Regions from separate parts of the Zea mays genome. Here all the other regions are linked to region 1. Evidence: chromatin contacts called from public Hi-C data. All regions are on one chromosome and are shown on one strand. The core of a region is the stretch at or near the end of the contact, and the rest is flanking DNA. Distances in the headings are between cores, read along the strand shown. Region 1 holds the start of LOC100193444. Region 2 holds the start of LOC100216761 (putative folate-biopterin transporter 4). Region 3 holds the start of LOC100284168.

What was found. A called contact is a pair of places that touch in the nucleus more often than the background predicts.
Region 2: a contact with region 1 is called in a Hi-C map of leaf, with 6 times the contacts expected there. The contact joins the promoter of LOC100216761 here to the promoter of LOC100193444 in region 1. A contact is called at or near these places in 3 of 25 Hi-C or Micro-C datasets (ear and leaf).
Region 3: a contact with region 1 is called in a Hi-C map of ear, with 2.0 times the contacts expected there. The contact joins the promoter of LOC100284168 here to the promoter of LOC100193444 in region 1. A contact is called at or near these places in 6 of 25 Hi-C or Micro-C datasets (ear, endosperm, leaf and 2 more) and 1 of 3 datasets of contacts at active chromatin or transcription factors (leaf).

Annotation. Positions count from the first base shown.
Region 1 is chr3:10,059,591-10,064,740 of Zm-B73-REFERENCE-NAM-5.0, reverse strand. LOC100193444 reads right to left here and starts at 2,411. Exons shown (of 5, transcript NM_001138563.1): 1 at 2,108-2,411; 2 at 1,741-1,946; 3 at 1,490-1,604. The coding sequence starts at 2,367.
Region 2 is chr3:9,836,296-9,841,445 of Zm-B73-REFERENCE-NAM-5.0, reverse strand. It overlaps LOC100216761 (putative folate-biopterin transporter 4), which reads right to left and starts at 2,425. Exons shown (of 7, transcript NM_001359490.1): 1 at 2,095-2,425; 2 at 1,594-1,721; 3 at 1,076-1,297; 4 at 557-994; 5 at 273-470. The coding sequence starts at 2,196.
Region 3 is chr3:9,920,911-9,926,060 of Zm-B73-REFERENCE-NAM-5.0, reverse strand. It overlaps LOC100284168, which reads left to right and starts at 2,822. Exons shown (of 4, transcript NM_001157064.2): 1 at 2,822-3,062; 2 at 3,536-3,614; 3 at 3,811-3,925. The coding sequence starts at 2,918. It overlaps LOC100282840 (D-tyrosyl-tRNA), which reads right to left and starts at 1,704. Exons shown (of 8, transcript NM_001397645.1): 1 at 1,565-1,704; 2 at 1,403-1,494; 3 at 806-872; 4 at 655-685; 5 at 415-555. The coding sequence starts at 1,606.

The sequences.
Region 1 (5,150 bases), core at 1,162-3,661:
CCGGACCAAGTCTAATGGGAGCATGCTACTACATCCTTGGCAGCTGGGTATCAAGAGCTCCTCTATAGCCCCCCCCCCCCCCCCCTCTTTGCAGTACGATCAAGGAAGAAAACACAAATGAAAACTAACCCGACAAACCCATCTCAGTGCTTGAGATAGAATATTCTCTAGGAGGGTCTAGGAGCAATTTGCTTTTGCTCCATAGGCAGCCGATATGTCAGGCGAACAGTTCAATCTAGCTATCTAGTGCTGGAGAACAAAACTGGAAAGACAACCTTATCCAATGTATCCAAACTTAATAAAGTCGGTTCTTTTCACATTTGTCGGATTAGAGAATATAGCATATTCTGTACATCAAAGTTGCTTATAATATGGTAAATGCTAGAAACAGCAACACGTTCGGTTCGGTGCAAGAAGTATCAGTCTATCAGATAGGAAATTGTTGTGGTTGGTCCACGTGGAAGGCGTTTTTGGATGGAATCTACGGTTAAAAAAACAAAAGGCAAAGAGGTGTGGATAAGAAAATTCATCCCCCCCCCCACCCCTGTAACCTGTCTCAGTTAGATTTGATCAGTGTCATTGCAATATCCTAGCATGGCTGCAGTGGGCTAACAAGTGGAGAAGGAACTAGCAAAGGTTGTCTGCTGTCATAGTCAAGGGTGAGAAAGGGCTCCCTAATAGTTCTCCTATCCCGACAGTTCCAACATCACTTTCCGATCAGCTGATGCTTCATCTGAGGAGCAATTCGGCCTCAAATGCACTTACACTATAGGCATGAATTACTGCCAACAACCAACAGCGCCTCTCGAGAATTTCACCTAAAAGACGCATCGTTGTCAAAAGAGAGAGAGAGTGAGAGGCAAACCTCTGGTCTTATCTGGATTAGATCTATTCACATCATATCGATGGTGAAGATGAAGTAATTTCCAAGACAATCCATTCAAACCCCTAATTCATCGCTATCCCTATTTATCCAAACAACTCTTTCTAGGATCTGCTTCCTTCGATCCCAAAATACAGCCATGTTGTTGCAAATCTACTCGGCACAATCTAATTCTACCGCTCCCCCACTACTCAACACACACACACAAAAAGTATTTCGTCAAAGGGACTTGGTTGATCTTCTCAAATCAAAGCTACAACGTCCAATTTGATGAGAAGTGCAAGATCCCAAGCATTAGTCTCATACCTACGAACAAACCATTCGACTACTAAAAGCTAAATACAAGCAAAGACTTAGTCAAAGGACTGTAAAGAAACTGTTAAATCGAAGCTACCACATCCAATTGGAGTAGTGCAAGATCCTAAGAGATAGTCATACGAAAGGACAGTAGACGAAGTGTTAAATGGAAGCTATCACATCCAATCTGATCGACCCTAAGCAATAATCATACGCTGAGAAACTATTCGAGTTATATCAAGTAAAGAATATATAAGACCACGTACTCGTAGTAAAAGTAAAACAGAACGAAGAAGCAGAGGAGCTCACTTCCAGGGGACGTCGCCGACGAGCATCCAGTCGCCATCCTTGTCCTCGTACGTGGGTACGTACTCCGTCCCGTTCACCGCGTCCACCAGCTTCCTCTCGTCGTCGGCGAACTTCCCTGCGCGCGCATCCAAACCAAAAAAAAAAACCCTCCGTCAGCCGGAACGCTCGACCAAACAGAGCAAAGCGCTGCGGAAATTAGACCCAGGAGGAAGCACGAAGCGAGGGGGTGGTGGTGGGACGGTAGCACTGACTGATGGTGAAGTGGGAGAAGAACTTGTCCTGGAGCGCGCGGAGCAGCTGGTCGTAGCCGGCGTACGCCTGCAGGTCCACCTTCCGCAGGTAGGGCGCGCCGTCGACGGCCACCTTGACGAACTTGGCGGCCTTGCTGGAGCCCGCGGCGTCGGCGAGCGCGTTCTTGCGGTACGACCTCACCGGCGGCCAGCCCACCACACGAGCCCTGCCCCACCAAAACAAATGAGGAGGAGGCACATCAAACTCCACTCCACCTCATATTCACCCGCCAAAGCAAGCGCCAGCGCCCGCCTCGCGTTTCCTGGGAGTAACAATAAATAAAAAACGGAAAAGGCATGTGTTGGTCGGAGAAAACGGGCGGCGTACTTGGGTGCCGGTGCAGCGTCGGAGGACGCGGCGAGCGGGGAGGAGCGGCCGGGGTCAGCGTCGGAGGAGGCGCGCTTGCGGTCGGGGTCGGGGAAGGCGGAGGACGACGAGGAGGAGAGGGACAGGGAAGCCGCGGCGGCGGCGGCGGCGGAAGGCGCGGAGCCCGGGAGGCGGAGGGTGAGCGTGAGCGCGGTGTCCTCGAAGTCGAGCCCGGAAGCCCCGGAGGACTCGGTGGAGCTCCGCTCCGTCTCCACCGACATGGCCGGTGGCTGGGTGAGGGGAGCCGGGAGGAGGAGGAAGGAAGGAGAAAGCGGGGGAAGGAAAAGGAAAAGGCAGAGAGGTCGGGGGGAGGGGGAGGGGGAGGTTGGTTTGGTTATAGTGGGCCGCGGGTCACTCACCCGTCAGGTCGCGATAGTTTTTGCTTATGAGCCCCTGGATATAACGCTAATAATCTGTCTAAAAAAAGGTTCCACATGTCCTCCTCGTGTGCTAAGGCTATCTGCAACCGTTACCTCTAAATTTTTCTCCTATATCATTTTTTTCCTCTATTTCTCCCCTATTTTTTCATCTTCCGCAGCGGTTCCCCCTAAATACTCCCCCTTATATCCCACTACAACCATAAAATATCATTTTCTATACCTACTTTTTATCCACTATCAATTTTTTATCCACTAATAATTTATCGTGGGCCCACAACTTGTGTAGGGCTGGAAAATTAGCTCGAGGCTCGCGAGCCGGCTCGAGCTCGGAGCGACTCGGCTCGGCTCGCGAGCCTCGAACGAGCCGAGCCGAGCCCCTTCTTCGAGCTCGTTTTTGCAGCGAGCCGAGCCGAGTCGGCTCGTTCCAGCTCGCGAGTCTTACAAAAATGATCATTTTATGGAATAATAATGAATACAAAAATGATCATTTTATGGAATAATAATGAATATTAGATAGTTTTATGGATAATAGCTCATTTTTTAGTCTTTGATGATGAATATATTACAAGTTATAATTTAATTTACTCATAATTTAAAATGATGATTCTATATTTCAAATTTATATAATGTTAATTCACCAAATAATGCAACGATAAATATCAGAATATGGCTCGCGAGCCGAGCCGGCTCGCGAGCCAAGGTCGAGCCGAGCCGAGCCTCTTTCACTAGCTCGTCGAATGGACGAGCCGAGCCGAGCTCGTTCAGGCACCGAGCCGAGCCGAGCCGAGCTCGGCTCGGCTCGTTTCCAGCCCCATAACACGGTGCGAAACAGTGTAAGTGCGCATGAACAGTGAACCGCCAGGAGTGGAGGGAGAGAGAAGCGCTCCCCTCGATAAGGGGCTCCGTAGAGGCAACCGTTGCACGGGTGGGGGGACTTCTGTACACGGCATGCAAGGTGAGAGGAAAGTATAGCAGCGACCCGTGCAGACAGTCTAACCATACTAGTGTAGTAGTGTGACCGAAGATCTGTTACGTGAATACGAGATAAAGCGAGGTGCGAAACGTAATAGAGACGTCGAGGAAGGCGAGGCTCGAGACTTTGCAATCCAAAACTAATCTATATATAATTAAATACAAACAAGGAAACTCGCGGTGCCGCACTCGCGCGGGCGGCCCCACCAGCGGGCCCCGGCTGCCGGTTGGGCGCCCTGCAGCGGCCCCCCCGGAGGCGGCAAGCGGGTCCACGGCGGACCAGCCGTTCGATCCCCCGGCCGACGGCGGCCCGCCCGTCGCCGTTGAATTGCTAGCGGGTGCTTGCGCTCGTAAAGAAAACAAACGAAACAGAATCCCCGTCTTTGATCTCTCTAATAAAAGGAAGGGAATTGTCACGGTGGAGAGGAGGGCACGCAGACCAGACGCAGAGAGTTTGGAGTTTTGAAACTCGTGGAACGCGTTCCAGCGCTACTGTACAGGACGAGGGTGGGTCAGTGGGTGGTACGTAGTACCGTGGTAATGGTAGGGGGTGAGGTGACTGCGATGCGGTGGCACTGGCACTGGCAGGCCGGACGGGCGCGTAGCTGTCCGGGTGCAGGCGTGCCATAAAGCGGCGACATGTGAATGTGCCGGGCTGTCGGCCGCTTGTCCCCCCCCGTATCGTCTTCGTCTCCTTCCGATTCCGTGGGCAGGTGGGTGGTGGGCTCGGGCTCGTTTGGTTTGCGTATCCGTTTCGCTTTGCCCGTGCGGCCGTGCCGTCGCTCGCATCGCAGTCGCACTCGCACGTCTCCTCTACCCTTGTCCTCACCTCCGGGTTCATCAAACGCTTTCCACGCCGCGCGCCCGTACGTGTGCGGTCGTCGCGTCGGGTGAGCAAGCAAGCAGCTTCGCGGTCCGGTGGCGCGTTCTGCTGCCGTTCAGGCACTAGGCAGGGGGCACGGTTTACAAAACCGTTCTGGATGCAAAAACCGCCCCTCACCGGTAACGGTTTACCAACGGTAAACCGGTAAAAATCGGTAAAAACCGACCGGTTTGACCAATTCAAATCAATTTGAATTTGAATCGGTTTACCGGCAAAAACCGGTGAAAAACCGGCGAAAAACCGCTCTAAACCGCCGGTTAATCGCGAAACAAATCGGTTTTGCTGTTTTTTACAGAAGAAATAGAAAATTTTGACAAAATTTATTTGTAGTTTGTTCAATTCACATTGCACAGTAAATATTAATTGATCCACACGACATGTGTTTACCAAAATAACATATAACATACATATGCAACCACAAACTCCAGTTCTCATGCAACAAACAATCAGCGAACTTCGCAATACTCAAATACAAGTTCTTTTACAACTCTCCAACGAGGCAACGACACGCAGGTTGACTTATTTCACAATACTCACATGTTTATCTCGAGTCATAGTGATAGTACTCAGACATGTTGGAAGGATCGTGATATTGTTCTAATCCGTTAGCGATAGTGATAGGTCTATACAAAATATATGAGATACATTAGCGAGAAAACAAGATCGATAAATAAATATTTATCCACAAAGCAAAAAAAAACATATCGGTATGTGGTATGTGTGTTCGGTGTTTGTGTATTGCATGTGCACCTAACCAAGTGTTAGACTT
Region 2 (5,150 bases), core at 1,176-3,675, 220 kb after region 1:
AAGGGAGTTACAGGAAAAGAAGACAAAACATGTACAGGTGGGACAAAACCTGTATTATGCAAATATGTAGGAACCAGGCTGGTGCAGGACAAAGGTGTTGAAACTTAGCTCAAAAAAGAATAGGGTGACAAGTTATTCTCAAGTACATTAACCATATATTTGTCAAGACAAATAATACCCTTACAGTAAAGCTACTTTGTCCTGTTAATCTATATGGGACACGATGACAAAAGGATAACTATCAGACATAGAAACTTCAATGAATAACTTACACAAGAATATTCCTGAGCTTCTTCTGTTTAAAATAGCGGTTGTAGGTGTAGGTGCCAAGCATCAGACTGAACCACCCAATCACACGTGCAGTCCCTAGAAAGGATGCCTCCAAATTTAGGTCCTCTGTTTGATAATAGAACATAACTGTGGAGATATTTGGAATTGTAACATTTGAAAAGAAAAACCATGCCATAGGCCTGGAAAAATAACAAAGTACCAATCAGTACCTTCTATCAAATTAGGGGTATACAATGGGGGAAATAGGAAAAGAATATTTGCTTACCGCAGAATATTTGGCTGCTTAAAAGCTGTGCAGAGACTGAAGAAGGCTGACCTCAGAGACAAACATGGCAACGAATTAATTGACCCGTTGTGTTTTTCATTAGACTCAGTTCGCTTTGCCTGTGGACTTCTGTTGTTACTTTTAGAAGTTCCCTTTCGCCTTCTAGTGCCCTCACTAGAGCCTTTTCCAGAAAAAACAGTAACAGAACTCTGGTTGTCTACATACTTATGTTCATCACTGGCGTTGTGGAACCCTTTTGGAGAATCCTCAACAAACATGCAGGAAACTAATTGGAAGAATGGGAGGACTGAGAAAACAATATATATTGCATGTATTGGGAGATTGGATAATGCATATCCTCCCAGTAAACTCCCAAAAATCCCACCTACAGCCATCGATGACCAAGATAATGACTGTAGATCGCCAGCAAACTCCGGCCTGGAAATAAAATTAGTAGGTTTTCACAATACTCCATAGCAGCATGCCAAATAGGGACACAGGAAACATCAAGAAGCCTACCCGGCTGATCGAACTGCTTCCGCAACCATTGCATCTATAACAACATCCGCCATCGCAGATCCCAGATTCTGTACTATGAGCAAGGCAGTGAGCATATTGGCTGAGCTCCTTAAAGCTTGTGATAGTCCTAGGATAAGCCACGGAAGTAGAGAAAGGCAACTAGAAATGATCAAATAGGGTATACGCTTCCTCTGTTTAATTGGAACGCAATCTGACAAGATCCTGCAGAAAACAATTGGCGTATGAGCAGCCAAAAAGTAGGACTTAGATTTCAATAAGAAACGTGAAACAGAATGGATGAAATTATGCATGCGTGGAGACATATGGACATATAGGTTTCTTAAGTAACAAGAAAATATTTTCAAGAAGCATGCAACTCTGGAAGCAGGAAGTTAAATGGAGCATACAGGTTAACCATCTGTCGCTAAAATCATTGCTGCATCGCCAGCAGGTTTCGTTACTAGTTACTAGCAGTAGAAGAAAAGCAATAGAAGATACACAAGGCAACAAAACCATACCCATATATAGGTTTGATGCTCCAAGGGAAATATGCAAGGGAGACCAGAAACTGCGATGTAGAGGGCGATAGCTTCATCACGTCCTTCATTTGGTAGGAGACAGCTGTCCAGACGAAAGACCTGAAACCCTAGAATGTTCGAAGGAACGTGATTGATTTAGCACGCGTGTGAACAGGTTGGGGCTCATTTAGATTTGCAGAAAGGCTAGGCTCTTGGTCTGTTGATTGACTGATGAAACGAGGAGCTCTTGCAGGTAACTAGGTATGCTAAGGAATGTATTTTCCGTGGCCTGTATCAGAACTATATTAGAAGCTAGTAAGGCATTTCTGCGTATGACTATCTGATATGTCATTTCTCCCAAACGGCGTGGTGTGGGATGCGATAAGTTTCAGATCTAAACAATCAACATGCGGACAATTACTAATCGTAATTATACAGGCTATTAAGGGAATAGAAGCCTAGGATCGTAGACTAGGGAAAATGTGAGAGAGAGAGAGAGACCTGGATGAAGTAGATGAGGCAGACGAGGCAGAGGAAGGAGGGCCCGAACGCCGCTGCCATCCGCCCCGGCCACCACAACTGATGATGCTGGGCCGCCGCCATGGCTCCTTGCTTCGCGCTGCGATGTAGGGCTAGGACACGGTATGGATCCACATCCACCGGGGAGGGAGGTAAAGGGAAGCGAAATGAGATGGCGGAGGGGACGAGAGAGGTCAGACGAGGCGAGGGGCCGGGTCTCCTTCCTTCCAGTTCCAGGAACCACCGACGGCCGACACGACACGAGCACGACGCGGGGAGGGGCGACCGGGCGAGGACCGGAACGGCGGACGGCAGTCACGTGCGGGGGTTGGCCGGGCCTGGTTCCTAATGTTGGGCCTTTTGTTGTCAAGCCCAGCGTTTTTTTTTTGTTTGTTTGGAAATGAAAATGCCAGTTGTGTTACGACCCAACTAATAAACCAACTTTGATAAAAAAAACTAATAAACCAACTTGAAGCATCACAGGTTGGAGCTCGTTCATGCCACTCGGGCGCTAATCAAACAGGACCTTCACGTTGTGGTCCAAACCACTACGCGGGGAATTTTTCGTACAGGATTCAAATTCTTTATTTTTTGTCCCAACCACAAAAGTATAGATGATGATAGAGCCATAGAAGGCACAGGGCCAAAGCATTTCCGATGAAAGGGGGGGACTCGGCTCAGTCACAGCACAACACTAATTCGGATCATTCATTTCCCTGGTACAAGAATCATGGCATGCCAGACACAATTATCCACCAAATCTTTTGTACTGACACAAGAGTAAAGTACCACAGCGCAGCAGAACAGGCGATGAGAGGAGCAGCATTTGCTTTATGCACAAGTAGCAGGCAGCTGGGGTAGTAGGAGTAAGGTGTACGGAATTTACAACAAATCACGAGCAGCAGCAATTCAGGCTGCATAGAACGAAATGGTCATCACTCTGCTAGTCCCACCACCAATCTCTCCCGACAAGAGCAACCCACGAACGCACCGCAAATGATTATTGTTTTCTTCCCCTCCCCCGATCCCCCCATCGGAATCCGGCAGGTGGGGGAGCGAGCTGGAAGCTGGAGCTGGTGATCAATCATGTCATGGGGCCAGGCGGCTAGGCCAATCAAGCAGTCAATCCCACCCACCCACGTGGTCACGCCTCACCTCTCCGCCTCCGCCTCCGCCTCCGCGTCCGCCGGCGACGACAGCTGCGCGGCCGCCAACGCGTCGGCGAGCGCGCGCATGGCGCTGACCTGCATCTGCAGCGCGGCCACGTAGTCGGCGGCCTCCTCCAGCAGCGCGGGCGTGGGTAGCTTCCGGCAGCCCGGGACGAGGCGGCCCAGCACGCGGAGCCGCTCCTGCACCTTACCCTCCTTACCCTTTAGCGCCGCCGCCGCCGCCGCCTTGTCTCTGGCCTGCACCGGCGGAGGCGGGCGGCGCCGCCGCCGGACCTTGCCGCCCGCCTTGACGAGGACGCGGCGGCGGCTGCAGACCGCGCCGGCGAGCAGGATGGCGCGGCTCCACCGCGTCTGGCCGCGCGCGGTCAGCGCCAGCGCCGAGTCGGCCGCCGCCTTCACGGCGCGCGGCTGGCCACCGCCCGTGGCGCGGAGCGCGTCCAGCAGGCGCCGCCCGTACACCCCGCGCACCGCGCCGCTGCGCCACTTGCTGGCCCGACTCGGCGGCGTCGCGGAGCCACCCTTGGACGTCCGGGACGACGACGGCGACGGAGAGGGCGAGGAGATCATCGCCGCGCGACTTGCCAGCCTGGCCGCCCCCCCGCCGCCCGATCAAGACGGGGCAAGGGATTTGGGGAGGGAGGGAAAGGGGCGGGCAGGGGGGGAGAGGACGGGTGGAACGCTGGTGGAGTGGTGGTGCTGGTGGTGGTGGAAGGAAGGAAGGAAGGAAGCGGAGGGGATTGGTTAGATTACCAACGTGCTTTGCTTTTGGGAGAGGTGGGGTGGGGTTGGGGTGGGTGCGCTGCGCTGTTGCTGATGTGATTCATAGTTTAGGGGTGTTTGGTTTCTAGGGACTAATGTTTAGTCCCTAGATTTTATTCCTTTTTAGTGTATAAATTGCTAAATATAGAAACTAAAATAAAAGTTCCTAGATTTTATTCTATTTTAGTTCCAAAATTACCAAATATAGAAACTAAAACTTTATTTTAGTTTCTATATTTAGCAATTTATACACTAAAAAGGAATAAAATCTAGGGACTAAACATTAGTCCCTAGAAACCAAACACCCCCTTAATCCACCAGCGGATGATTAGAGAGTAGTGGAGATGGAGGAGGGTTCGTCGCTTCCTCTACCGCCTCTCTTCTTTTCTTTCCTTTTTCTTCTTTGGTCGGTTGTTGCTTCTCCTTCCTTACCCTTTACAATATAGTGCTCCTGTTGTGCTGCACTTGAAATGGTCCGGGTATGCATCATGTTTGCTGCTCCACTCATTAGTAGCAAGGCGGCGTCACAACCTTAGTGATCCACTAGATGTCTAGATACCATGTGGAAGGCATTATTCTTTGCTTTTCTTTACTAGTTGTGTTATCATAGGTTGCTTCCTTGACAACCAGGGTTTTAAGTAGCCTGCTCTATGATGATATATTGATTATTCTACTGCTACCGCTAACAATGTTTTTAGCTTCGCTAAATAGTTTTATTTCAGCTTAGCCACGGAATAGCCTTAGTACCGTAAAATACTACCTCTGGCGTCTGCTAGTTATTTTTGAACTAAAAGCGTGTGTATTAGCCTGTTATTTAAAATATTACAATGTGTGCTTTCCATCAGCGTTTTCTGCTACTGCATGGAAGGGCACACCTACCAATTCGTGTAAAAAGTTTAGCCTATTCCAATGATTGAAACCATCCAGTTGTACGCAAAATAATTGGATATGTACAATTCTTCTCTGTGTTCTAGTGTGTTATAGCAACCCATTTGTGTAACCATATCCATATACAGACGTTTGCCCATCAACACCCATAACGTATAGAGCTAGATTATCCGGAGAAGGCCGCAAAAGATGAAAGGAAGATGTATTGATAGCACCATGTGT
Region 3 (5,150 bases), core at 1,573-4,072, 140 kb after region 1:
AACAGCAAAAGCAATAGTAGCAGCAGAGAAATAACAAGTGCAAGAAGATCATGTATTATGAGTATGGGGAGCATAGACATACTATGGCAATAGGCCAATAGTTCAGCGAAGTAAACAAGTGAGCAGAACATCTGGAAAACATCACTAAAGAAATAGCTATGTTATCGGCATATCATAACAGGAAGTGACTATTGAGAAGATGAAATGTACATCCAGCAGAAAAGAATGTTCAACACAGGACCATGGGCGGCGTGGGAACGTTACAATGAATGTATCAATAATAACAGGAAAATCCAAAATATAGGCATATCCATGTTAACAAAAGGAAAGAGAACATTGATTTGGTATTCAAGAATTCAGGTTGGCAAACTGTGTAAAGCGCAACGAATTAATTATAAAATACATATTTGTTACCTTTCACTGAATCAGCCGAGTATGACCTTTGAAATTTCTCAACTAGAGAAGCATAGAATGGTTTCGCTTTTGCAGGTGACATAGCCACGTGAAAATCTGGCTTATTACCCTTCAGGATGCCGTATAAGGTGAACTGACTGACTGAAGAAGACATCATGTCAGAAATGTAGTGGTTAATAACAGATTTAATGGAGGCTATTTATATTTTACACATGGTGAAAGGCTGCATCATCATATTACCCAATAGCACTTCAAAGTTACGCTGCATAACCTGCAGGGAAGAAAAATCTTATTTAAATTAGACTTCAAAGCTCATACGAAGTGCAAGAAATAATTAACATTCTCAAGTAGGCCAACTTTATTCTTTGGGCCAAGATGGTCTGAGGCTTACACTTTGATCCCATGCTTTTCCAGTCTTGTCATTTGAAAACAGCCTCATGTTCAGGACCTTCCGACAACTATGTAAGGGTAGTATTAGCATGCAAATTAGAGGTATAACAGCAGGTCATGTTAATTTAACATTTCAGCATAAACAAAATTTCATAAAAAGGGTGGTAAGTTAACAACATATCAGAAAAAAAGGTGTCAGAATTTGGCAAAGCCCGATATGTTGGACACATAATATATTTGCCAAAGAATACTAATAACGAAGCTGGCACCGAATGCATGCCGCATGCGGTACTAAACACAAAAAACATACCACACAACAGATTACGTTAGCAGTACAAGTGACTAATGCTATCATTCATTTATCAAGGATCATCATTACATTCTGCACTGCAATCACTCCGTCAGCTCAAATAACTGGTTACTGAATCAACACAGTACACTGCTAACTGATATCCGGTGAACACATCCCCACTGCAGATTCTGATGAGCTATAAAGATATAGTCATAGGTAAACAGACAATAATTGAGACGATGGCTAGCAGTATAAACCAGTAACTGGAGGAAGTGGGAGGCGAATGAAAGGAGAAGAGTGTTATACATGTAGTCGGCGTCGGAGTCCGTGTCCGCCTCGTGGACGCCGACGAGAACGAGGAGTCCAGGGCCGATCGCAGACACTATTCGCCCCTCGACCTGCGACCCCACAGAGAAGCATTCAGGGAAGATTCCGAGCGAATTGCAGTGCACTGGAGAGCGCGCTCACCTCGACACTGGCCGAGAGGACGCGCTGCACCACAGCCCTCATCCTGTGTCTTGTCCTGCGTCCGCCAAGCACAGTGCTGAGGGACGACCGGACGAGTCGCTGCTCGCCGTCGAGAGATCCAGAAACGGCGGCGGTTCTGGTAGAGCCTGGGGGGAGCTAGTGCAATGCGCGGACCCGGATGCCTCGTTGATGGGCCTTTGTTGTCAAACACCCCGTTGATGGGCCGTGAAAAAGGCGCCAATAACTTACTGGGTCGGGCTTTGCATTTGTTCTGTTGCCTGAACTAAAAATTCTTGACAAAATATTACATGATAATATACTTGACAAAATATTCTGTGCCTAGAGGAAATAACACAACAAATATTACGATCTACATTATTGTGTCAAGGAATACATGCAAGTTATTTTAAACTAGTACCTCAAATTTAAATATGAGGCTTTACACAGAAAAACCTCTAACAGTGTCTCATTTCATAAAATTAAATCAGGGATTCAGGGGGAAAACAGTATGGTCTAAAACTTCTGAATCGGCTTGGAGTCGATGCTGACGAAGAGAAGGGAAATTTCATTTCACAGCGTAGAGAAATTTCTGATGCAGTGCCCAAGGTGTCTCAGATAAATCATTTGTAAATATTTCACAGGAGTGGCTCTTGATAAATGTGAAATTAGTCCATAGAAATCAGCGTATGAGTTAATAAAGGATGAAGGAAATTACTTTGTACTAGCATGTGATGCTCTAGAAATCACGATAGGATACAGTAATAAATCCTTAAAAAGCAGAAGCATCCAATCACTCATGTAATATCACTCTGGCATGACATCAGCCTACTACACCATGCCAAAGCGGAATAGTTACTAGCTGCTTTAGAATGAGGTGGCAAATTGACCTTTTTGGTGGCACGCCTGGCGTGTCGTTGCGTGCCTCTCTCGCAGTCCAGTCAGTCTCGCCGCCGCCGCGGCGGCTGCAAATGCTATCTGATCATCCACGTCTCGCGGCGTTATTCAGCTTATAAAGAAATCCACGGCTAATCAACTGGTTATTATTAACTCAGCGATCGATCATTTCGCCTTTTGGCATGTTCTCTTCTGAAACGATTAGCTGGGGGCGCTGGGCCCGGACCCGGGAGGGCAACGGCCAGCCGATCGTCCGCGTGGCGTGCATGGCATGCACATGGGCCACGACGACAGCTGGCGGGGCGGCCTCCTTCCTTCCTCCTGCCCCAGTTTGATCCCTCCTGTTCCCGTCCAAAGTGTGGCGTTGTCACTTGTTGTCAGGCTACCGGACCAAACTGCGTGCTCCGGCCTCCGGGAGAGGAGAGAGGGTAGAGCCAGAGGAGTTGGGCGCGCAGCAGGATGAGCGGGGAGGAGGCCGACGGCTCCAAGCCCCAAGGAGGCGGTGTACACTACGGCACCTTCCAGGGGCCGCCCAGCTACCCGCCCCCGCGCCCGCCGCCGAGCCTCTCCGCCCACCACCGCGGCGACTACCAGGCCGTTCCCGGTAACGCTGCTGCGATTTCCTTTCTCGAATACTTCCCCAATTCACTTTCTAGGCGTACCATTTATAAGACAAAAATCTGCGGGATCAAGTTTCTAGGCATCGTTCGTCGTCCCACACACACACACAGTCACACACCCAGAGAGCGAGAGGTTTCTAGGCGACTAGGCGTCGTTTGATCTCAACTGATTGCCCCTATTCGGCGACTCTACTATTGTGCAAACTGGGGCCACTAACCAAAGTAAATTACCTTTTACCTTGTTATTACAAGGATATTTATTAATCCATTTCAGTTCTGGAGCGACGGTTCTACTGTACTTCTCTAGTCTACTCCTACTTACTGTCAAACCCTTCTTGTCCTGTGCCTGTGCCCACTGTATGCAATGTACGTATACTGTAGAGTACCTGCTCTGCTTTTCGATGCATTCCGTGTATGCTTAAATTCCATGTTTCTGTTTTCCTTGCTCCGCTTTCAGCTCGAGATTACGAGGCAGGTGTGCGGGGACGTAGCCATGATCGACTTCCCTGTTGTGGCATTGGTTTTGGATGGTTCCTGTAAGGCATCTTGCTCCATTTTTTTCTTTCTCTGCTCATACATTAGATTCATTCATGTGTGCCAAGCAGCATTGTCGTCCCACGTTCGATACCTGGGCAGAATTCATGGTACAGCAATTGCAGTGCTGCTGCTATAGCTTCGTGTCCTTCTGATTTATTTGCTCTTTCTTCTAATGATAACCCCTTGCGCTTCAAGGTTCATAGTCGGTTTCTTCCTTGGTGCCATTCCCTGGTACGTTGGAGCCTTTCTGCTGTGCTGTTCCAGAGTTGATTACAGGGAGAAACCAGGTTATGTCGCATGTGTTGCAGCGGTGAGTAAACAACTTGTTTCCACATATCAGATAGCACTAGTAGATAAAACACATTTCCGTTCTTGCTCAACTTCTACTTTCTTTATCTGTGCATGACTAGCAGTAAATTTTGAATCGATCGAGAGAATGAACCTTAAATTGATGTTATTAGTGATTTTGCGCCAGGCTCCCTGAAGAAGAATAAGAAAATATTTAGCTGTACTTTGAGCTTGCTAGATCAAGTTGTTGGAAAAAAGTCTGTATTCATATAATTCAGTCATCTTGAGTATCTTGTTTTGGCGGCTGCTGTGTCATATCCAAATCCAATGAACTTCATCCCTGCTCTTGACCATTATAATGCTTGATAGAACTGCTAGTTTGTAATTCATGCATTGAGAGTTCTAATTGAAGGGATCATGGCATCTAGAAAGGAGGATAAATTAGACAATTTAAAATCTACTTCTTAAATCTAAGGTCTCTATTTTTTATCGAATCAAAACCCATGCAAGAAAGTAATTTATCTAGATATGCAACTATGATTTTATTAGGTGTGTTGCTATCTCTATCGCAAAAGAGTTATGCGACCTAGATTTCAAACTTACCATTTGCCTAGCAAGCTAAACTAAGAAAGCATACAATCTAGGTAAGCATTAAATAAAGTGTGCAAACTTAATTGAGATAGAGATACAAACTTTTTTAATAACTTCAAGATTTTTGTTGCGGTGTCAAAAAGTTTGTGCTTTCCTTAGTCCTTGTTGGGTCCTCTTGTAAGGATGTCCTAGCAAGGGCCAAGTTTTCCACGTAAGTGAGTCTTTGAGATGGCCTCTCTCATATCGCTTCTCATTGCCTTCACTACCAAGTTTCTAGCCAAACCATTGTGGGCCTCGTTTTCTCCAGTACACGGTGGTGTCCACATCACAAACATAGTTGGTATGGTCTCACATGACTATAAACCCATTAGAGTATAATAATGGTGTTACAAGCATTGAGTGTTAAATACTAGGCCTAAACCTAGAGCAAGTGCATAAGCAATGGCCTAACTAGTCTAAACACTTTGCAAAATATCTACACTAATCATCATGTGTATTACTAAGCAATATACAAGTGGAGAGTACTAAAGTGGAGCATTTATAGGCTCAAAGTCCAAAACTTGCCGTTGTCATTACCTGCAGCAATATGCATCTGCATTGGACATATCCGATAATAATATCTGATGCCACATTGAATAATTTGACTATTGAAATTT